Regions from separate parts of the Mus musculus genome. Here region 2 is linked to region 1. Evidence: chromatin contacts called from public HiChIP or PLAC-seq data. All regions are on one chromosome and are shown on one strand. The core of a region is the stretch at or near the end of the contact, and the rest is flanking DNA. Distances in the headings are between cores, read along the strand shown.

What was found. HiChIP or PLAC-seq counts read pairs in DNA pulled down with a chosen protein or histone mark.
Region 2: a RAD21 HiChIP or PLAC-seq map of pro-B cells shows a contact between it and region 1, with 22 times the contacts expected there. The contact joins two enhancer-like sites. A contact is called at or near these places in 1 of 15 datasets of contacts at CTCF or cohesin (pro-B cells), 5 of 484 Hi-C or Micro-C datasets (bone marrow-derived macrophages, cardiomyocytes, cerebral cortex and 2 more) and 1 of 115 datasets of contacts at active chromatin or transcription factors (heart atrium).

The regions. Positions count from the first base shown.
Region 1 is chr3:20,652,557-20,657,568 of GRCm38.p6, forward strand. No RefSeq gene overlaps it. Among named protein-coding and RNA genes, the nearest start is that of Gm31466, 150 kb to the left of the region's middle. Within about 2 kb of position 2,910, at least 5 of the 459 cell types and tissues checked have an H3K27ac peak or open chromatin away from gene starts, as enhancers often do. A contact at or near this core is called in pro-B cells, where this site is marked.
Region 2 is chr3:21,493,869-21,498,880 of GRCm38.p6, forward strand. No RefSeq gene overlaps it. Among named protein-coding and RNA genes, the nearest start is that of Gm31610, 6.7 kb to the left of the region's middle. Within about 2 kb of position 2,128, at least 27 of the 459 cell types and tissues checked have an H3K27ac peak or open chromatin away from gene starts, as enhancers often do. A contact at or near this core is called in pro-B cells, where this site is marked.

The DNA of each region.
Region 1 (5,012 bases), core at 1,660-4,159:
CCATCACTCCAGGCCCTGGTTTGGGGGTCATTTTTGTATGTGTGTGTGTAAAATAGCCTCTTCCAAGATGGTTGCACTATAATCTTAATGTGTCTCCTCCAATTCATGTATGGGAAAACTTAATCCCCAATACAGCAGATTTGGAGGTCAGCCTCTTGAGAAATGTTTTGGTAATTAGACTTTGTCTTTTTGAGAGGGCTGGTCTCATTAGCTGTGCCATTTTCTTTAAACTAGGACATTCTATCCTGGAGGCAGGAGGGAGAATCATGAAATTTACAATACTCAGGAAGTTCAGAAAGTTACATGATTTTTGGGTCCATCTAAAGGTTTTCCACCAGTAATAACTGCTAGGAAAGAGGGGACTTTTAGTAGAGCTGCCTGTAAGTGGGGCAGGAGCTCAAGGTAAACAACTTTCGAGAATCATGTCTCATACTGAAGTAGATTTTTCCAGTGATATAGCTTTTTTAAGCCACCTACAATATGGTAAGATAGATAGAATATCTTTCTATGCTCTAGTCAGTAATCCTGGTAAATTTCTTATATTTGCCCCTTGGGTGTATGTAATAGTTTCTTAAATCTCTGTTGGTATCATACCCGAAATGAATATGCATTTAATCATATATGCCCACGAAGTGTCAAATTATAGAATGCGTTTGTAGAATTGGCCTTCTTTCTTCTCTTCTGTCCCTTCAAACTCACTTTGCTATCCTGTGAATGAGGAATTAGATCTTCAGATTTTCAGTCTCTAAAGTGGTAATAAATTACCTTTTGCTATTTGTAAACTTCCCAGATGCTGCTATTTTGTTTCAGCACTATGAGTGCAGTCACTTAGGCTTGCTTGTACGGGGTAGGTTCTAATGCTTTAATTGGGAATCTGTGTGTGAACAATGAAGGTCCTATTCCCCCAATTAGTTCTTGATTAATCAATATAGATGCTAATGGTGAATGGCTGGGCAGAAGAGGCAGGGCTTAAGATCCCTCAGGCAGGCTAAGAGACACAGGAGGAGGAAAGGGTTTGGAGGGATGGAGAGTCACCAGCCATGTGACTATTTACTGCTTCCCTAAGCTGGAGATTAGAAACAGAGCTAAGCTGAGGGTAGATGTCTAATGTTGAGCCAAGAGAAGGTAACTGGGCAACTAAGCTAAGGGCAGATGTAGGCTGTTGAGCAGGGAGTAAAGGAAAAGCCACGATAGGTGTGGGAGGCTTAGAAAAGCCAAGCCACTGAACCACACTAGTTGGAGGAGGCTTAGAAGAGCCCAGCAGCCGAGCCATAAGGCAAGTTCAAAATGAGCACTGTGTGTGTGTGTGTGTGTGTGTGTGTGTGTGTGTGTGTGTGTCTTTTATCGGGGGATCCAAGGGAACCATGGTGGTGGCCTGGAGCTTAAAGCACCGTAGTAGAAGGTACACACTACATTTGCCAGAGGCTTTTTTTTTTCTGTTAATAATTAAATGTAGATTACAAATTTCTGCCTTATGAAGCTTATTTCATACCTTAAACCTTACTTTGATTTATTTCATACAAAGCCTAATTTCAAGCGTATGTATGTAGCCTTTCTTTCCATGAATCATTTCTGTATCTTCTTATTCCTTTTGTATTTTTCTACCTTTAGTCTCAGCCTATACCAGGACATCTCTTTCTTCTGGGTGAAAACACACAAGTACAAAGAATAAGAATGAAACAATTTGTTTTTCCCTAGACATAGGAAAAACAAAATCAAAACAAAACAACCTAAAACCAGATTCTATTGATTTGTTGTGTTCCCCACTGCACAAACACCTCAGTTTAGTGTTGAATCCCTTTTAATACATTTTTTTTTCTAAATTTCCCCATGAGAAAATTTCTAAATTCCCTCATTTTTCCAGGTTATGTCAGCAAAGATCTTTACATCACAAAGCTCAGTGCCGTTTCTCTTCTGGGTAAATATATTTCCCCTCTTTTTAGGTATTTTTCTCTGTTTCTAAAACTAAACTGGCAACTTCTGAAGTGAAGGACAAAGCTTAAGGCAAGAGAAAATGGCTTTTGTGTTTATATTAAAAAATCCAATACCTGTTTGAGCTTACTGTGAATGAGTGTGGTTATATGAATGAGAATGGCCGCCATAGAATCATACTTGGATAGTAAGATCTTACTCTTTTTAGCTAAATGGGACTTGAAATTCCCTGGTTTATTTTTATTTAAGAGGCTCTGTACTACTCTTGGAAACTGGCGTTTGCCAGATAACTGAGTTCAGAAGCTGTGGAGAAGTGTCCAGCTCAATGCTTAAGTGTTGTTTTCACAAAACACATAGCTGTGTGTTTGCTGCTTGCTTTGATTGCAACAGGAACCACTTCCCATTGTCACTTAGCTACCGTGTGTCTTTTATCAGGTCAAGAAACACAGCATTAAGCAAAGAAGACCCTAAGCTAAATGTCAAAGATCTGCATATGGAATCTCTGAGATGTCACCTGTAAAATGCAGGCATATTAAAGAGGAAGGGATGCCTCAAGAAATGAGCTCTGGTTACTTCATCTTCTGCTATAATATTAATGACACTTGACCTTCTTAATCTCAATTTTCTTCCTTTTCTGCATATGTTTGGAAAACTAGAAAACATATTTTTTATTTAAGATATTTCCATTCTTTGGGGAAAGATAATTATGTAAATTTGAAACAGAAAGTAATAGACATTTATTTCTGAGCCCAATTTATTTGAGAAGTTTTCTGTTATAGGGAAGTCTGTGAGCACAGACTCTTCAGTTTCCCATGTGTCTATTATGGAAATTGAATTATTTATTTCAATTATGCATTCAATAAAATCACACTCTTTTCAATGGATGTTTTCTTAATGAGGATAGCTGCAGTTTCAGAAAAAGCCTTTCCACACAAACTATCCTGCAGTTTACCAGAATTTGCTGCTGTACACCTTCATCTACTCTAGAGGGCAATAGAGTGTTAAAAATGAAAGATGTTTTCAATGATAAAATCTATAAAACCCTTAAAATCAATCTTCCCATAAAACTGAAAAAGAGGTGGGGGTGGAGGTGGACCTAGCCAGAGAAAGGTGCTCGTGACAGGATGATAATCTCAAACACAAAGTCCAGGGGGAATTAGGCAGCAATTGAAGCTGTCAGCTGAGTAGGTGCATGAAAAATGTAAGAAAACCTCCCCCAAGTTACATAATGTTGAGAACAACATATAAAAGAAAGATAGTAGCAAAAACATAAGAAAATGACAAAACAAAACAGCATCACGATCATACTCCCAATATAGTGGGAACAGATGTTTGAGGTTGGTCATTCTGAGATGATCACTGTGCAGATTATAATGATTCACCTAGACATTCCATGATGCTTAGACGATAGTGACCAGAGGCAGAGGAAGGAGTTGTCTGGTTCTTCATTTGGGATATTTGTACTTATAAACAACCCATCTTTTCAGCTCCATTTCACTCCTGTTCATTCAATTCTGGTCCATGGCCCTGCCCTCTTACTCTAGAGAAACAGGATGCTGACTGGACCCTACTGGCTGAGCTCCCCCTGCCTTCAGCTCTCTGTGCTAGTCTTCACTTGCCATCCAAGTTATTTCTTCATGATTAGTTGTAACTGAACTCTGCTTGTCCTTATGGTGCCATCTTCTCTCACTTTTGCCAAAACTTGCTTAGCTTTTCAACCAGTAAATCTCCCCTTACTCCCTCACACATCTGCAGGTTCATTTCCCTCAATCTTTAAAATATATTTGAGCATTTCTCAACCAACTTCCCCAACTTAAAATGAAAGAAAAAATAACTTTGCCTCTTCATTAAGCAACTGCCTAATCTCTCTCCTCTGTTTTTCCACATCTCTAATAGTAATCTATCATCTGTTTTAATTCACTTTTTAGTCCACTGCAGCCTGACCTTCATATTTGCTGAACTTGGCTTTGCCTGAATCTTTAAAGACCTTTTCCACAAATGGATCTTTTCAATATAATGGAATTATAGATCTTACACTTTTGCATTTGACAATTCACCTTGAACACTCTGGTTCCTTTTCTAAGCAACACTCCCCTTATTCTTCCTGAATATCTCTGCTGCTCAACAGCTAAGTTCTTTCCTATGCCAGATCTCATCATTCCAACATCTAACAATCTTTACTGGTTCTGAACCAACAACAGATAAAGTGAGTTCTCTGAGCCCTGCACAGCAGGCATAATTTTCAGTAACTTACCTGGGCTATAATAGTGAGGCTCAAATATAAGTATTTATAAAATGAATAAATATATCAGTCACTGAAAATAGTTCATTGTTTTTAAAGTTGTTACAATTTGGTACTCAGTGTTTTGTGTGTTTATTTGTAGATGCTGAAAGAAATTAAGCACCTGATGTGTGACCATTGTGATATAGGATACTATAGTGAATCAGGCCAACATGCTTACTGTTTGTGGAATAGCATCATTGCATATGGGTCTTTTGAGAACTTTATATCTTAAAATAATTCACTTTGCTATTCATTATTACAATGGTGAAAATATTTTCTATAAAAGGGTTGAAAATGTATTTGCTGAGTCTGATATTAAGTTGACTTGCAGCAAGTTTTATTCACTTTATTTTGGTCTATGCTGTTCTTCATGTGCAGTCATGCATTTGACCACTTGTGCAGAACCAGATACAGATGATATGCAAAGAAGTCAAGGTGGTCACAGTCTAATAAAAATCCATTTGATAAAAATTCTAATGTTGAATGTTGACCTTAATATGATTTTTCACATGTAAGAAAATGTGTTCCTCCTTTTTCCTCCATTGCTGGTGGGATTGCAAACTGGTACAACCACTCTGGAAATCAATCTGGAGGTTCCTCAGAAAATTGGAAATATATCTACCTGAAGACCCAACAATAACACTCTTGGGAATATACCCAAAAGATGCCCCAGCATGCTACAGGGGCACATGTTCATAGCAGCCTTATTTGTGATAACCAGAAGTTGGAAACAACTTAGATGTCCCACGACAGAAGAATGGATACAGAAAAATGTGGTTCATTTACATGACAGAAA
Region 2 (5,012 bases), core at 878-3,377, 840 kb after region 1:
GAAAACATCTGCTTCAAAATTCAGAGTTTCCAAAGCCGATGTGGTGTTTTATTAGGGCTTCTACCGCCACTCCTTACTACAGAAAATATTAAGCCATTATTGTGTGAATGAGTTTTGAGTACCTATTACATGGAATGGGCTCTACAGAGACTGGCTCTCTAATAGCCACTTACAGTGAACAGGCTTTGCTTTTATCAAAAGAGAAGAGAATAGAGTGCACCTTTACAGTTTTGCTCAATGACAAACGTGGCTAGAAAGAGGCTTGTTTGCTAGTGATTCTTTCTCCCTTTGGTACTGACCATTAGGATTAAACATCTAACACTGGCATGAAATCATAGACAAAAGGTGGTTAGAGTTCACTGAAACATGTCTGGAATTTTCCTTTATTTTAACTGTTCTCATAGTGATTATTAAGCATGAACTACCTCATCTAGTCTTTGGAAGAATCCTACCAGTCTGAGCATGGTGGTACAGACCTGTAATCCCAGCATATGGGAGACTGAGGCCAATCTGATACCTAGCAAGACCCTATTTCTAGATAAGCAAATAAATAAATTGATCAACACTGAAGAATACTTTGATAAAGGTAAAATTATTGCCTGTGATATAAGAAGAAACTGAGGCCTGAAAGGATCAACTAATTTGCTGTTCATCAAATGTTTAGTAGGTGGGAGAGCTTGAATTTCAGCCCAATAGTTTAAATGCTACCGCTCTGTTGTAATTGTTGTATAGAGAATAGTCCAGGTTGAAATCATAGCAACCAGAAAAGGCTCCCTACAAGACCCTGAGATGGAGACACTCAGGAGTCATTCTAAAATCACACTGTACAGTCTTCTGTTTTCTGAGATTTAATCACATCTGCAGGATTTTCTTTAGGAAATATTTGCAGATGGAGCAGCTATGATCCTTAAAAGGAGAACATAAGCAGAGCTGGGTGTGAGGCAGTCCTTGTTTCCAGTCTGTGATGCAAATCCTCCATGTAGTTCCATACACTCCTCAAGTGCATGCGTGGGCTCGCCAGGGCAAGCCACACCAGAAACATGGGTGAGGAGGAGGTGCCACCTTTGTGCTTTTACTTGGTGCTTTCCATTTCTGAGGAATCAGCCACCAGATTAATCATTTATTAATCATCAATTTCAGTGCTGTGTCTGTGAAATAGAAAAGCACGGATTGATCCTCAATGCACATTCTGGCAATTAGTAGCTTTTGCCTCATAACTAAACTGTGAGGTGGGGGAAGGGCGCACACTAAACCGATTGCCCTACTTAGGCAGCTACTGGCAGGAAGGCTGAAATGGATTAACATGCATATGAGAAGACTTGTGTGACCCTGGGAGACACAGGAACCTGAAATAACCTTAATAGCCTGATATTTCATTATCAGCCCCCACTGAACAAAACAAGGCCTATTTAACAATTGGTCTAGAAAGGAAAAATCTGCACTTAAAAAAAAATCAAGGTATTTTATCCTTTGTCTCTTATCCTGGGGATATTTTCTTCCACTCACTTCTCAAAGCAACATCACTGCACTAACTCACATGGTCCTGATTTCATTATATTTCACAATAAAGCAGTCTCTCCACAGGCCTGCCTGAGCCATCCTTACTTCTACAAACATACTCACAAACATGAACCCTGTTTACTGTTGAACCTCTAGCAGCCTGGAGCCCAGCAGTGAGTTAGGACACAAGTAACTGTGCTGAGGATTGTCCAGGGTCAGCCCTGGGAAGATGTTCAGCCTCAGGTAAGAGGGCTGGAGGAAGAAACTGTCCCACCAAAAGACTCAAAATACATGAATATCTTGCCTCAGCACCTGGCCTCTTTCTGACATCTACAAGCCCAGACACCTCGTCAAGTTGTCAGTTGCCTTTCCTGTGAACAGGCTGATTTACCCTGGCGTGCCAAATGCAGTGTGCTCCTCCAGGGAGGTGTTTATAGGAAGATCTAAAAATACCAGAGCCCAAAAACAATCCAAAATAATTGCATTTCTGTTTCTTTATAACGGCACTCTCGGAAAACACACAGTTCTTTCAGTAGCAGAAAATTTCTCCCCCACATTTCCAAATTAGATGTCATATCTTGCGGTAACAAATTCCTTCAGTCCACTAGACATAACTTAGCAGTAGATTTAGTTCCAATTCTCTTTCTTGTTTGTGAGTATGCTATCCATGCATGCATGTCTCCTCTCTATCTTCCCTTCCCCATGTGAGTCTCTCTCTCTCTCTCTCTCTCTCTCTCTCTCTCTCTCTCTCTCTCTCTCTCTCTTTGTGTGTGTGTGTGTGTGTGTGTGTGTGTGTGTGTGTGTGTGTTGATGCGTAAATCCTGTTCTCTCTTATCCTGGGGATATTTTCTACCACCTCGCTTCTCAGAGCAGCATCACTGCACAAGACTAAGTTAAATGGTGTCCTAATTTCATTATATTTCACAACAGAGCTGTCTTTCCACAGCCTTGGCAGAACCATCCTTACTTCTATAAACATACTCACAAACATGAACCCTGTTCACTGTTGAACCTCTAGCAGCCTGGAGCCAAGGAGTGAGTTAGGACACAAATAACTGTGCTGAGGATTGTCCAGAGTCAGCCCTGGGAAGATGTTCAGCCTCATGTACACATGCACATAGAGGCCAGAGGTCAATGTCAAATATATTCTTGCATCATTCTCCACCTTATTTTTGAGAGAGTCTCTCACTCTATCTGAGACTAAGCAACTCCTCTAGACTAGCTGGCTAGAAAGATCCATGGAGATGCCTACCTCTGCCTCCACAAAGAAAGGACTAAAATGTCCACATTGTCACTTGGATATTTCGAATTAAACTCAGGTCCTCACACAACAAGCACCTTCCCCCATCCCCAGCCCCATTGATTTAATTTGTTTTAAGCAGAGGAATAAAAATAATGTTAAAAAAGACAAAAACAAGGGTCCTTGGTTTGCAGAGGGTTCTGGACTCTGAACGATTAGGAGGTGTGTGAGTCAAGGAGAGTTTCTGCTCCCTTCTGTGAACAAAAAAGGGGAGAGTGAGAAAAGGGAACAAGTACTATACCAGAGTTACCTCACTAAATGCTCTTGATATTTTCACCAGTCTTAGTTTGTGTCTTTCATTTACTGAATGCTTATATTGACTTGGCAAATATTTATTGACTCTGTATGCTGTGCCCTGCAAGAAGAAGATACCAGTAGGAGGTTGAAACAATAAAAGATTTTTGCAAAGTCTTTCAACAACAAGCCACAATTTCAGTTTTCTTTTTTCATAAGATTCAGAAGGCAAGATTTTCCTAGGTCAATGAGACTACACAGCTGCACAGTCTTATCAGGCTTTTCCCTCCTGGAACAATGCCTCTTCCTCCCAGAGTGCTGTGCTGTGCATCAGGAGGGTAGCCGAATGAGTGCCAGGACTGAAGAGGCAGAAACACAGTGCATGTTTGACAGTCTACCTTGGCTCCCTGAATCCTTTTTCCTGATCAGTAAACTTGGAGAGGGAAAAAAGGACAGAAAGGTACTTTAGAAATATTGGATTAAGTACATTATTAAAATTAAGTTCAACCTTCCTTTACTTTCACAAAGCTACTAGAAAATCTTTAATTGTACTTGCATATAAGTTAAAACTTTTAAGTTATACATCTGTGACTCATCTGTGGCTCATATTACATTTCTCCCAGACAGCCTTGCTGTACCCTCTTAGTTACTAACTTAGTAACACCTGCGGAGATCGTGGAGATAGCTAGGTCAGCGCAGCACATGAGGACCTGAGTTCAACCCCTGAGTACTGGACAGGTGAAGACAGACAGATCCCAAGGCTCAGTGATGAAGCAGCCTGGTTTGGCCATTGACAGACCAGGGTATGGCCCTATTCTGAAAATAAAATCAAGTAGATAGATGGTACCACAGAAATGACCAGCAAGGCTGTCCTCTGATCTCTTTACAGAGAGCACACATGTACATAGTCATGTACGTGGACACACATAAATGTACACACACACACACAGAGATGGGGGAGTAAGGGCTAGAAAGGGATGGAGAAGTGAATAATGACAAATAAATAGCTATCCACTTGGAACAGGTGAAGTAAGTCCTCCTGTTTTGGTCTGTGAGAAGAGAAGCAGGAAAGGAAGGGAGGAGGGGGACATGCTTCTGTCCATTCTAAGGCTGGCACTCACTCCCCTTGATAGCTGAAGTGTTTTAGTTCTAGTTTTCCTTGATGCTTGGAGGGCTTTAGCCTAAAGACTTCAGTTAGACTTAAGCCAAGAACTCAAAACGTGGCAAGGCCCATTGATTTTGTCATAATGCTCAAAGATGAAGATGAAGACAACTAGAAGATGAAGGCAACTACTAACAGGGGGTGGAGGAGCAAACTCCATAGAAAATAACAGAAATCCAGGAATAGGGAAGCACAGGTAGCCTGGACCTAAGACAATTTGAGGGGAGCTGAAAGTCCGGGAAAAGAGAGGAGATGACTCACTGCTGAGCTCTGCCTCTGAGCAGATGTTCTCTGTCCCTTCTCTGCTTCATTCTCTTTTTTTGCTATTTCATTTCTTTCTGGGCAATTCTTCTTGATAATGATTTTTGCCCATACCCCTTGGCAATGGGCAACAAGACACTTTCTTGTTGTTGTTCTTGTATCAGTCAGAGGCAGAGCAGATAGCTCTCCTTTGTTCATCTTAGCTTGATGCCTGACTTGGTGGTAAAAACTGTATTGTTCCTAGGATTCATAAAAGTGAAATCAAATCCAGGCAGCACAGAGTGGGTGGAGAAAGACAGACAAAGACATGTAGCTCGTTATGTGACCCACAGACCTGCCCTCTAGCCCATGGCACAAGTGTGCTATAGACACCCAACTGCTGTCATACTACATAACACAGCACAGATGAAGGATGCCACCCAGGGGTCTGCCAGCAGCATGGTCAGCATTAAGTGGAAGCCACCACAATGTGCTTGTGTGTGGTGGTCAGAAGGGAGAGGAAAAAAAAAAGTGGAGCAGCTTGAGCATTATGACAGGAAATGGAACTGCAGACTC